2 separate regions of the Zea mays genome follow, and region 2 is linked to region 1. Evidence: chromatin contacts called from public HiChIP or PLAC-seq data. All regions are on one chromosome and are shown on one strand. The core of a region is the stretch at or near the end of the contact, and the rest is flanking DNA. Distances in the headings are between cores, read along the strand shown. Region 1 holds the start of LOC109944961 (AP2/ERF and B3 domain-containing protein). Region 2 holds the start of LOC542610 (60S ribosomal protein L26-1).

Region 1 (5,051 bases), core at 1,835-4,334:
GCATGCAACTTCTATACATCATATACACGAAACAATGAGCATATTGGTTTTCATGTAAAACACATATCTAAAGCTAGTAAAGTTTTAACTAGTCTCATGTAAGTATATAGAAAGAACAAGAATATGGGTCTATTCATGCCTGACGCAGTACGTAGCTGCAGCCACAGAACGGCGTTGACAAGATGGATAATGTAAAAAAAAAACATAAAGAGTACCGGTAAGTAAAATCTACCGACTACCTCAAGGGAGCATGCCTATAGAATTACTGCGACACATATCGTCGCATGCCTCAAGAGCATGTGTAGAGAGAACACGAGCTATATATAGCTGAATAGCTCCTTATCGTCCTCCTGTTTTCTGAGAAATTTCCTGTTGGAAATTAATTAATTAATTAGCCACGAAAGAAAGCGGCCAGCTGCCAAAATATATACTTGGCGCGCGCACCCTTGTTTCTAAGAATCTTCTTCCCTGTCATCCACCGAATTAGTCCGTTGACCTGTGTCACGTCTTTCTTCCATTCGCCGAATTCTGCGTGACCACACGTATTTTTTTATTGTCCCCCCTCCACACCTCGCTTTTGTTTTTGTTGTTGGCCGGGTCACGTACGGTCGGGTCGACGAGCATATATATAGTATACACGTAGCTGACGAATTTTCCTAATCTCAGTTTATGCATGGTTTTACAAAAAAAATGTCGAAATCAATAAGCTGCGATTTTGATCAACAACTTGCGCAGATAAAATCGTGACGTTGTTGTGTGCACATTTCCACGTTGACGACACGGCGTGACTTTGCTCATGCCACGTGCACGTCAACAATGATTATACTACTACTACTTACCGAACGGTACGTACGTACGTGCGGCTGCTGTCGCGTACTACTGCCTCTTCACGTTTATGCTGATAACTTACTACAGAGATAAACAACGATCGAGAAAGCGTAGATACTTTGCTGTGGAAATCATCACATTTTGCTCCTGCAAGATGCATGGACGGAGATCAATCATCGTGTGCATGCATGGCAACCAATGCAAGCAAGGCTGTTTATGTTTAGTTTGAGAGCGGGCAACAAACATGGCCACATGACAGTTCTTGTCCCTGTCATGCATGCACCCACTCTTTAACCAAGTGGGAATTTACTTATTGGACAGTATTTTTGGATACATGGATTTCCTGCGTCTCGAGGTAGAACAAGCACCCGTGTGGCCTTATATATGGTTGTTCTAGTACTCTTTTTTAAAGGAAAATAGAACAAATTGATTTGTTTGCCAATAATATATTAGGTTCTTATTCACAAATTCACTGCAAGGCTTGATCTTATCCTTGAATCACTAGTATGCAACGCAGGGGTGGACCTAGCCCAAAATAAGAGTGGGGGCCTAAATAGAGGTTTAGTAGCTAATAAATTTTTGTTTTTACGGTAAATAATGTAAAAGGCCCACTAAAACTAGAAAAATCGAGGCAGGGCACGTACGTGCCCCCGCTCCACTAAAACTATATCTATTGCACTCCATCTATTTTAAATTATAAGACATTCTAATAAATTTTTAAAGAGTCAAATTATTTCAAATTTCATAGAAAAACTGTAAAGATTTATGACATTAAATAGGCATACTACAAAAATATAATTAATAAAAAATCTCATAGTACTTATTTGTATCATAAGTACTATTGTTTTATTATATAAATTTATTCAAACTTGGGATGCTTTGACTCCAAATTTTTTTTTGAAAGTGGGAATGATCTATAAGCTAGGATGAAGGGGTATGTATCATGTCTCATGTGTGCGCTTTAGCTTAAACAAATTTGGTGGCCAGTCCCCCCGCACAAAAAAGAAGCCTACACATGGTCCGAAGAAAAGTCAGCACACTTTGCATTCTCTCGCCACCTTGTACTAATGTGAAAGCATGCCGCGCCAAGACTCGTCGTTGGATATTGAAAGTCCTAGATCGATGGACAGAAACTAAAAAGAGCTGTGTGAGCATGACTGGAGAACTAAAAACAGACGAAGAAAATAATGTGGGCGTTTCCAGGAATCTATTTATTATTATATGAACCAAAATAAACTGCAGCAGCGGATATATATATATATATACCGTGTCCTTTCAGAAACTAGAATCACAAGTGTGAATATATATGTACTTTATAGAGAGAGAGAAAAAAAAAGTCTACAAGACATTATTACGTTTCAAATTTAAAACCGACCTACATATATGTGTGTTTTTTTTTTATAAATTCATCATGCACCATTGGATCGCCCATGTGTTATATATAGTTTGGCATCTAGCTAGCATCACTACTTGATTTTGTTGATTCGTTGTCCCATGCACCATGATGACAGGATACTTTGGCACCCAAACCAATAGAGAAAAACTAAGGACATGTTTGGATCCTACAAGCTAAAATAAAAATGACTAAAATTTATTCACTTAGGAGCTAAAGATCTGAACAGGAACAACTAAAAGTGACTAGAATGGTAAAAAAAACATCAATTTACTCACTTTTATCTCTACCTGTTTGGATGTTTGGATCTTCAGCTCTTAAATAACTAAACTGTAATCACTTTTGCATTAGCTCCTAGGATCCAAACATGCTCTAAATGGGGTTAATCTCGATGGTAAAAACATGTCAAACTCTCAGAGAACTTGCTCTTGTCCTTTTACTAGGGATAGGAAATGAGTCTGTAGCTCAACTGATTAAGGTAAGAGGTATGTTCATACTTTCCATAGAAACCCTTGGTTATAGTTATATACCAAGTACTGGTTTTATTTGTTTTCTTTTTTTTTTCTCGCGGTATACTTAATTTTAACGTTTTCTTATACATGCGCGATGCTTGATTATAGCACGCAGCCGACGTATAGGTATCAAGTACATTGCACGAGTCATACACGTCTACATCCGCATTCAAGTTGAGAAAAAAAGTACAATAGAAAAAAAATTCAACATCTGGAAATATATTTTGCTAAAGGATTGGAATTAAACTAGCTAGGCCTCAGGGTATATACGCAAACATGTGCATGGTTCCAAAATAGAAACATGTCATTCTCTATATATAGAGCGTCGCGCGGCAGCAGCATACCATACTACCACGCCCTCACAGGCCTGCATCATCTATCTTCTTGTATATCATCTTGTCCCAGCCCTAGCAAGCAAGCAAGCCTAGAACAGTAAAGTCTCGTCAATAATTCCATACTGTTTCTAGCTATCGCCTAGCGGCAGCGGCGAATACTATCACAGTCCGGCATCATCAGATAGAGGCTGCTCTGCTGCAGGCAGTACGCAAGCACGCACACACGCCAAGAAACCAAAGCGAAGATAGCACTCCAGAGGGAGCAGCGCGAGCTGTACGTAGCTGTAGCTCATCATGGGTATTGAGAGCATGAGCCCCACGGCGGCGGCGCCGGAGGACAGCTCTTCCGCCGCGTCCACGGCCACCACGGAGTCCGCCGCCGCCGCGCAGCCGCCGCCCGCTGCCGCACCACCAGGCGGCGGCGCGGTCGGCGGCGGAGACGCCGTCGCCGTCTCGCCGGCGGCGGACGAGCAGGCCGTCACGTCGCAGCCGTCGGCGGTGCCGCAGGGCTCCTCGCGCTTCAAGGGCGTGGTGCCGCAGCCCAACGGCCGCTGGGGCGCGCAGATCTACGAGCGCCACGCCCGGGTGTGGCTCGGCACGTTCGCCGACGAGGAGGCCGCGGCGCGCGCCTACGACGTGGCCGCGCTCCGCTACCGCGGCCGCGAGGCGGCGACCAACTTCCCGGGCGCCGGCGCGTCGGCGCCCGAGCTCGCCTTCCTGGCCGCCCACTCCAAGGCGGAGATCGTCGACATGCTGCGGAAGCACACCTACGCCGACGAGCTGCGCCAGGGCCTGCGGCGCGGCCGCAGCCGCGCGCAGCCCACGCCGGCCTGGGCGCGCGTGCTGCTGTTCGACAAGGCGGTCACGCCCAGCGACGTCGGCAAGCTCAACCGCCTCGTGGTCCCCAAGCAGCACGCCGAGAAGCACTTCCCGCTGAAGCGCGCGCCGCCGTCGGTGGAGGCGCAGGCGCCCACCACCGCCAAGGGCGTGCTCCTCAACTTCGAGGACGGGGAGGGCAAGGTGTGGCGGTTCCGCTACTCCTACTGGAACAGCAGCCAGAGCTACGTGCTCACCAAGGGCTGGAGCCGCTTCGTCAGGGAGAAGGGCCTCCGAGCCGGGGACACCATCGTCTTCTCCCACTCCACGTACGGCTCGGAGAAGCAGCTCTTCATCGACTGCAAGAAGACCAAGACGACGACGCCCGCCACCGACGGGGTACCGGTACCATCACCAGCACCAGCGGAGAAACCAAGCGAGGCCCGTGTAGTCAGGCTGTTCGGCGTCGACATCGCCGGAGCCGGGTGCCACCACCAGAAGCGCGCACGGCCGGTGGAGATTTCGTTCGACCATGGGCCGCAGGCGGAGTCGTTCAAGAAGCAATGCGTGGCTCATCATCACCGCTCTCCTGCCCTAGGTGCCTTCTTGTTATAGCAGCGATGCTAGTATACACATAGTACTCTAGTCCTTCCTCCTCTTTCTTCGATCTTCATGTCGTCTCGGCCGCCTGCTTGATCTTGAATTCAATTACTCGGCTCGTCTTTGCAAAAACTTAAGTTTAAGTAAGACTGCAAGTTAAACTAGTTGTATGTACATCATTAGGCAATCTTGAGTTGCTAGACGATACTATGTAGTAGTTCCTATAATTAAGATCTCATGCAAGTTTGTGCCATCGAGTGCAGCAATAAGTTGATTGCATCTGCTAGAGACTAAACATGTGTGCTTGCATCTTGTTCTCATGTGTTGGATCGATTCAGCCTTTGCCTATTTGGCAACACACATGCCGTCTATAGTTTGGTTATTTTTGCTGCAACAGTTCACATCATGCACGAATAACTAGTCGATAGATGTTGCACACTTGTACTATAGGTTGCGGGTGTTATATATCATCAATCAAAAGACAATCCAAGTTTTTCTAGATACTGAAAGAAGTCAAAGTTGAAGATGCAGTTAGAGAGTGATTGAGGATTCAGATCAGTTTCATTC
Region 2 (4,963 bases), core at 1,813-4,312, 150 kb before region 1:
CTGGTCTGGCGCACCAGACTGTCCGGTGTGCCACCGGACAGTGTCCGGTGCACCACCAGACAGTGTCCGGTGCACTAGGGGACTTCACGCTGAACTCTTCACCTTCGGGAAAATCCAGAGGCGCTCCGCTATAATTCACCGGACTGTCCGGTGCACACCAGACAGTGTCCGTTGCCCCAAGGAAGAGCGGCTCTGGAACTCGCCAGCCTCGGGAATTCGCTCCGCTATAATTCACCGGACGTGTTCGGTGTACACCGGACTGTCCGGTGAGCCAGCGGAGCAACAGCTACTTCGCGCCAACGGTCACCTGCAGGCGCATTTAATGCGCGCCAGAAGCACGCAGAAGTCAGGCACGCGCGCGCTGGCACACTAGACACTCTACAGTACATGTCCGGTGTGCCACCGGACATCCAGGCGGGCCCAGAAGACAGAGCTCCAACGGTCGGAACCCAACGACCTTGGTGACGTGGCTGGCGCACCGGACATGTCCGGTGTGCACCGGACTGTCCGGTGCACCATGCGACAGACAGCCCCACCAAACGGCTAGTTTGGTGGTTGGGGCTATAAATACCCCCAACCACCCCTCATTCAAGACATCCAAGTTTTCACACTTCCAACCACTTACAAGAGCTAGACATTCAATACAAGACACACCCAAGTGATCAAATCCTCTCCCAAATTCCACAAAAGCATTAGTGACTAGGGAGAGTGATTTGTTGTGTTTCTTTGAGCTCTTGCGCTTGGATCGCTTGTTTTCTTTCTCATTCTTTCTTGTGAACAAACACTCAATTGCAACCAAGGCAAGAGACACCAATTGTGTGGTGGTCCTTGCGGGGAAGTTTTATTCCCGGTTGATTTGAGAAGAGAAAGCTCACTCGGTCCGAGGGACCGTTTGAGAGAGGGAAAGGGTTGAAAGAGACCCGGTCTTTGTGACCACCTCAACGGGGAGTAGGTTTGCGAGAACCGAACCTCGGTAAAACAAATCCGCGTGTCACTCTTTATTTGTTTGCGATTTGTTTTGCGCCCTCTCTCGCGCACTCATTATATTTCTAACGCTAACCCGGCTTGTAGTTTGTGTTTAAGTTTATAAATTTCAGTTTCACCCTATTCACCCCCCCTCTAGGCGACTTTCAGACTCCCTTGTGAGTGACCTGACGAGCGTTAGCCTCACGCCCAAAGCATCGACATCAACATGCGTCACCCCCATCGCCGACTCCACTGGCTCCCCCTGTAGCACGATGGGCGCAGGCCCCGCCGGCTCCCCCACATGGGTCGAGTGATGCCATCTTCGCCGGCTCCTCCACCTGTGGATCAGGAGGCATCGGCTTCGCCCACTCCTCCTATGGAGCAGGAGGTGTTGGCTCCAACACTTGCCATGGGAGAACCTTCTATATTCAACCCCCATCCACTTTCAAGCGAGCTTCGACACAAGAACCTACACTAGCATGTATGCTAATCTCCCCTTCCCCTTGGGGTGCCTAGACTCTAAGGAGGAAGACGATTCGGGTCGTGACCTAGACTTTACCGGGCTCCGTGATCCTGAGGCCATGCAACACTTCCTATTTGCATGCGACGACCTCCTCTTCGACGGCTCCAATGACTACAACTCCGCCGATGAGGGTTACGACCCGACTCGGGAGTGCTTTCGTGCAGGGCACGAGGAGCATGACAAAGGGAACTATCTCGGCATGCCAAGGAGGCCAACGCCCCCGCACGTCGCGGAGCCAAGGGAGCAGGGTGTGGCTCAGACCTTTGACGGGAGTCACATAGCCCACCTCGAGCAGCTCCACAAGCTACACGCCAAGCTCGGGGAAGAGCAACAACGACTGCAGTAGCTTCGACAAGTTCTCGAGCGGGAAGCAGCAGGTGGAGCCCTTGACGAGGGAGCACGCGCCAAGGCACGCGATGTCCACCATCACATCATGGAAGAAGCTGAGGTTGAAGCCCCTTCGGCATTTTCACAGGGCCTGCCAGAACCTTGCTACGACATCAATCCTGGTCCGAACAATGCCGGAACCATCCACCACCGAGGGACGTCGAATCCATGGTTAATTCAGGGGTCTCTTAGAGTGCGCTGCAGTCTAGCAGGTCGAGAGCTCTGCCTCGGAACAACGAACGGGGCCTTCTCGCCAAGAGAGAGAGGCCTCGGCCCGAGCCCGCGAAGGAAAAAGGTCCCGAAGTCCCGGTTCGCCTCCTCGACAACCGCGTAGAACCGTCGTGTTCACGGCCGCCTCGGTGGGCAGCTACACCACGACGATCGACGACATGCCAATAAAATTTTGATTGGGTTGATATACACTTATACTTAGTAACTGCTAATAAAATTTTGACCAACTTCTTTTAAAGCAGTGCTCATCATATGATGTATTTATTTACTTATTTTGTACATAACCTCTATTATATAATAAAGATGTGATATTGATTTCTGTCACATGAGTCATCATATGTGTGAGACTTGATTTTAACACATATTTGAGACGCACCCATATTTACCCTTAAATTCGAGATATGATAAACTTGTTGCATCATACAGTGATGTTGCAGGCACTTACGAGGTTGCTAACGAGAGGTAGGCAGCAAGAGAGACAAATCTTGATGCGATCCTTCACTAGCACATGTAACTCCATTAAATTAAATTGGTTCACCAAAACTAGATTAAAAATTGAACTACTATCTAAATATTAGGAAATATAGAAGACCAAGCTATTTTTTACTCCTAATAGCTATTTAGCAACTTGTTGAGCATGAGTTTATGAAGTTTTTTTAGAAAAACTATTAGAGTTACTCTAACTAACTATTGACAAATAATGAATTAGGTCTGGTTTCCTAATCCATAACCAGAACCTTTCTACTATCTCATTCCATTTTTCATTTCTCTATCTCAGTGACTATCCAAACGTCACCTAAATCGATATAGCCCATATCCCATAGCAAACAAAAAAAAGCCCAACTCAACCACCCATTCCATCCAACAGATCGACGCCGTCCGACGCGAATCGAACGTCCCCACAGCGATTACACAAAACCCTAGCAGCACACCAGCTATATAATCCTTCTGCCGACTACCACCAGCCGCCTCCACTCGCTCCCCCACACAGAAAACCCTAGCCGCCGCCACCGAAGCGGCCTCCCAGGTAAGCAAGAGCGTCCACCCCGCCGCCGCCATGAAGCGCAATCCCCGCGTCACGAGCTCTCGCCGGAAGTGCCGCAAGGCGCACTTCACGGCCCCGTCCTCCGTCCGCCGCGTTCTCATGTCCGCCGGGCTGTCGACGGAGCTCCGCCACAAGTACAACGTGCGCTCCATCCCGATCCGCAAGGACGACGAGGTGCAGGTCGTGCGCGGCACCTACAAGGGCCGTGAGGGGAAGGTGGTGCAGGTGTACCGCCGCCGCTGGGTCATCCACGTCGAGCGGATCACCCGCGAGAAGGTGAACGGCTCCACCGTGAACGTGGGCATCCACCCCTCCAAAGTGATCGTCACCAAGCTGAAGCTCGACAAGGACCGTAAGGCTCTCCTCGACCGCAAGGCCCGGGGCCGCGCCGCCGACAAGGCTAAGGGCAAGTTTACTGCCGACGACGTCGCTGCAGCCGCCGCTGGTGGCGCCGCCACCGGCGCCTCTCTCCAGGAGATCGACTAGACTCTTCACGGTCATCTGATGGTTGTCGTACCGCCTTTTCCTCATCTCTTTTGTTTTTGCTACCAATGATTATGTGATAGAGGTTTTATGTTATTTGAAAACTGCTCTGTGCCTGGATGAGAGTTTTTGGAACATAATGTGAACCTGTGTGTCTGTGACCTGAGCTTTGAAGATCTCATTATGTGGTTAATGTCTCCTTGTAGTATCTTCTAAATGGTTGCTGTGATTTGTCTTCACTCTATTACCTGTCTGATGCATGTAGCGTTTTTTTGCTAATTTTATATTACAGTCTGTTAAATTAGCTAGAATTATTGTTTGTAGGATGTATTTCGAATTATCTAACTGTGGGGAAACAATTTATATTAATTGCCGATCTAGTTATTCTGAACGTTTTAAATTTGACACATTTCAGATATTTTTCATCAGCAGCCAGTATGCATGCATGTATTGTTCGTTTGCCTTGGTTGGAGGGGGGGGGGGGGGGGGCGTCGTTTAATCTTGATCCTAAAAAACCTTCATGACTTCATCAGCCATATTGGGATCAGGCGAACTAAGGCCTTTGGCACGTTCTATGGTTGTGTATGTTAAGTTTTTGTATGTTCTGTTCTTGTTTTCCTTGTTATCGAGTTACAGTTTGCTAGTACATCAAACATGCTTATGCAGGTAACTTGTTGGCGTCGAATTATGTTTCCAATGGCTAATGTTAGCCTAAACCCTTGTTTAGCCCCTGTTATGCTTGCCTGTTACTGAGGACTAGCAATTTTAAATAACTATGTTAATACTTTTATTCATTATCGTGAGAGCCTAACGACTGTTTGAAATATATCATGTTTTTGCTTTGAAACAAATTGCTCAGTTTGAATGAGTGAAAATTTGTTGAACTGAGCCGTCCTGAATGCTTGCTGATTCTTTAGCGAAACATTTGATCTTTTCTTTGGCGTGGAAAACACTATGTTCCTGAATTCGACTGTTGCAGTGATTGCCTATCTTCCCTGAAAAATGTGTGGAGATAAGTTAGCGTTTGGTTCTAGAGCCTACTTGAATGAAGTGGCACTCTTCTAGGTTCTGATAGAAATGCTCTTGTCCTCGGTACCGCTGTTCTAGTTTTGTTTGGTTCTTGAGTGAGTGGCTTGTGTTTGGGTGTAGAGTGAAGCATGATGAATGGAAATAGATAATGGGAGCGTAGGAACACGAATGAATGGTTGTAGAGAGAAGCAAAGATTGTTGGTTCAAAGGAACAAGCATTTTGACTTGTGTTGCGGAGGCACCCACGCCCTCTTAGACTGCAGTTTCGTTCCTTCCACGGTTGCCATAAAACGAGCAGT

What was found. HiChIP or PLAC-seq counts read pairs in DNA pulled down with a chosen protein or histone mark.
Region 2: an H3K4me3 HiChIP or PLAC-seq map of leaf shows a contact between it and region 1, with 3 times the contacts expected there. The contact joins the promoter of LOC542610 here to the promoter of LOC109944961 in region 1. A contact is called at or near these places in 5 of 25 Hi-C or Micro-C datasets (bundle sheath, ear, leaf and 2 more) and 1 of 3 datasets of contacts at active chromatin or transcription factors (leaf).

Annotation. Positions count from the first base shown.
Region 1 is chr3:19,548,977-19,554,027 of Zm-B73-REFERENCE-NAM-5.0, reverse strand. It overlaps LOC109944961 (AP2/ERF and B3 domain-containing protein), which reads left to right and starts at 3,084. Exons shown (of 1, transcript XM_020550729.3): 1 at 3,084-4,796. The coding sequence starts at 3,363. The coding sequence ends at 4,499.
Region 2 is chr3:19,702,927-19,707,889 of Zm-B73-REFERENCE-NAM-5.0, reverse strand. LOC542610 (60S ribosomal protein L26-1) reads left to right here and starts at 3,062. Exons shown (of 1, transcript NM_001305880.1): 1 at 3,062-3,874. The coding sequence starts at 3,165. The coding sequence ends at 3,638.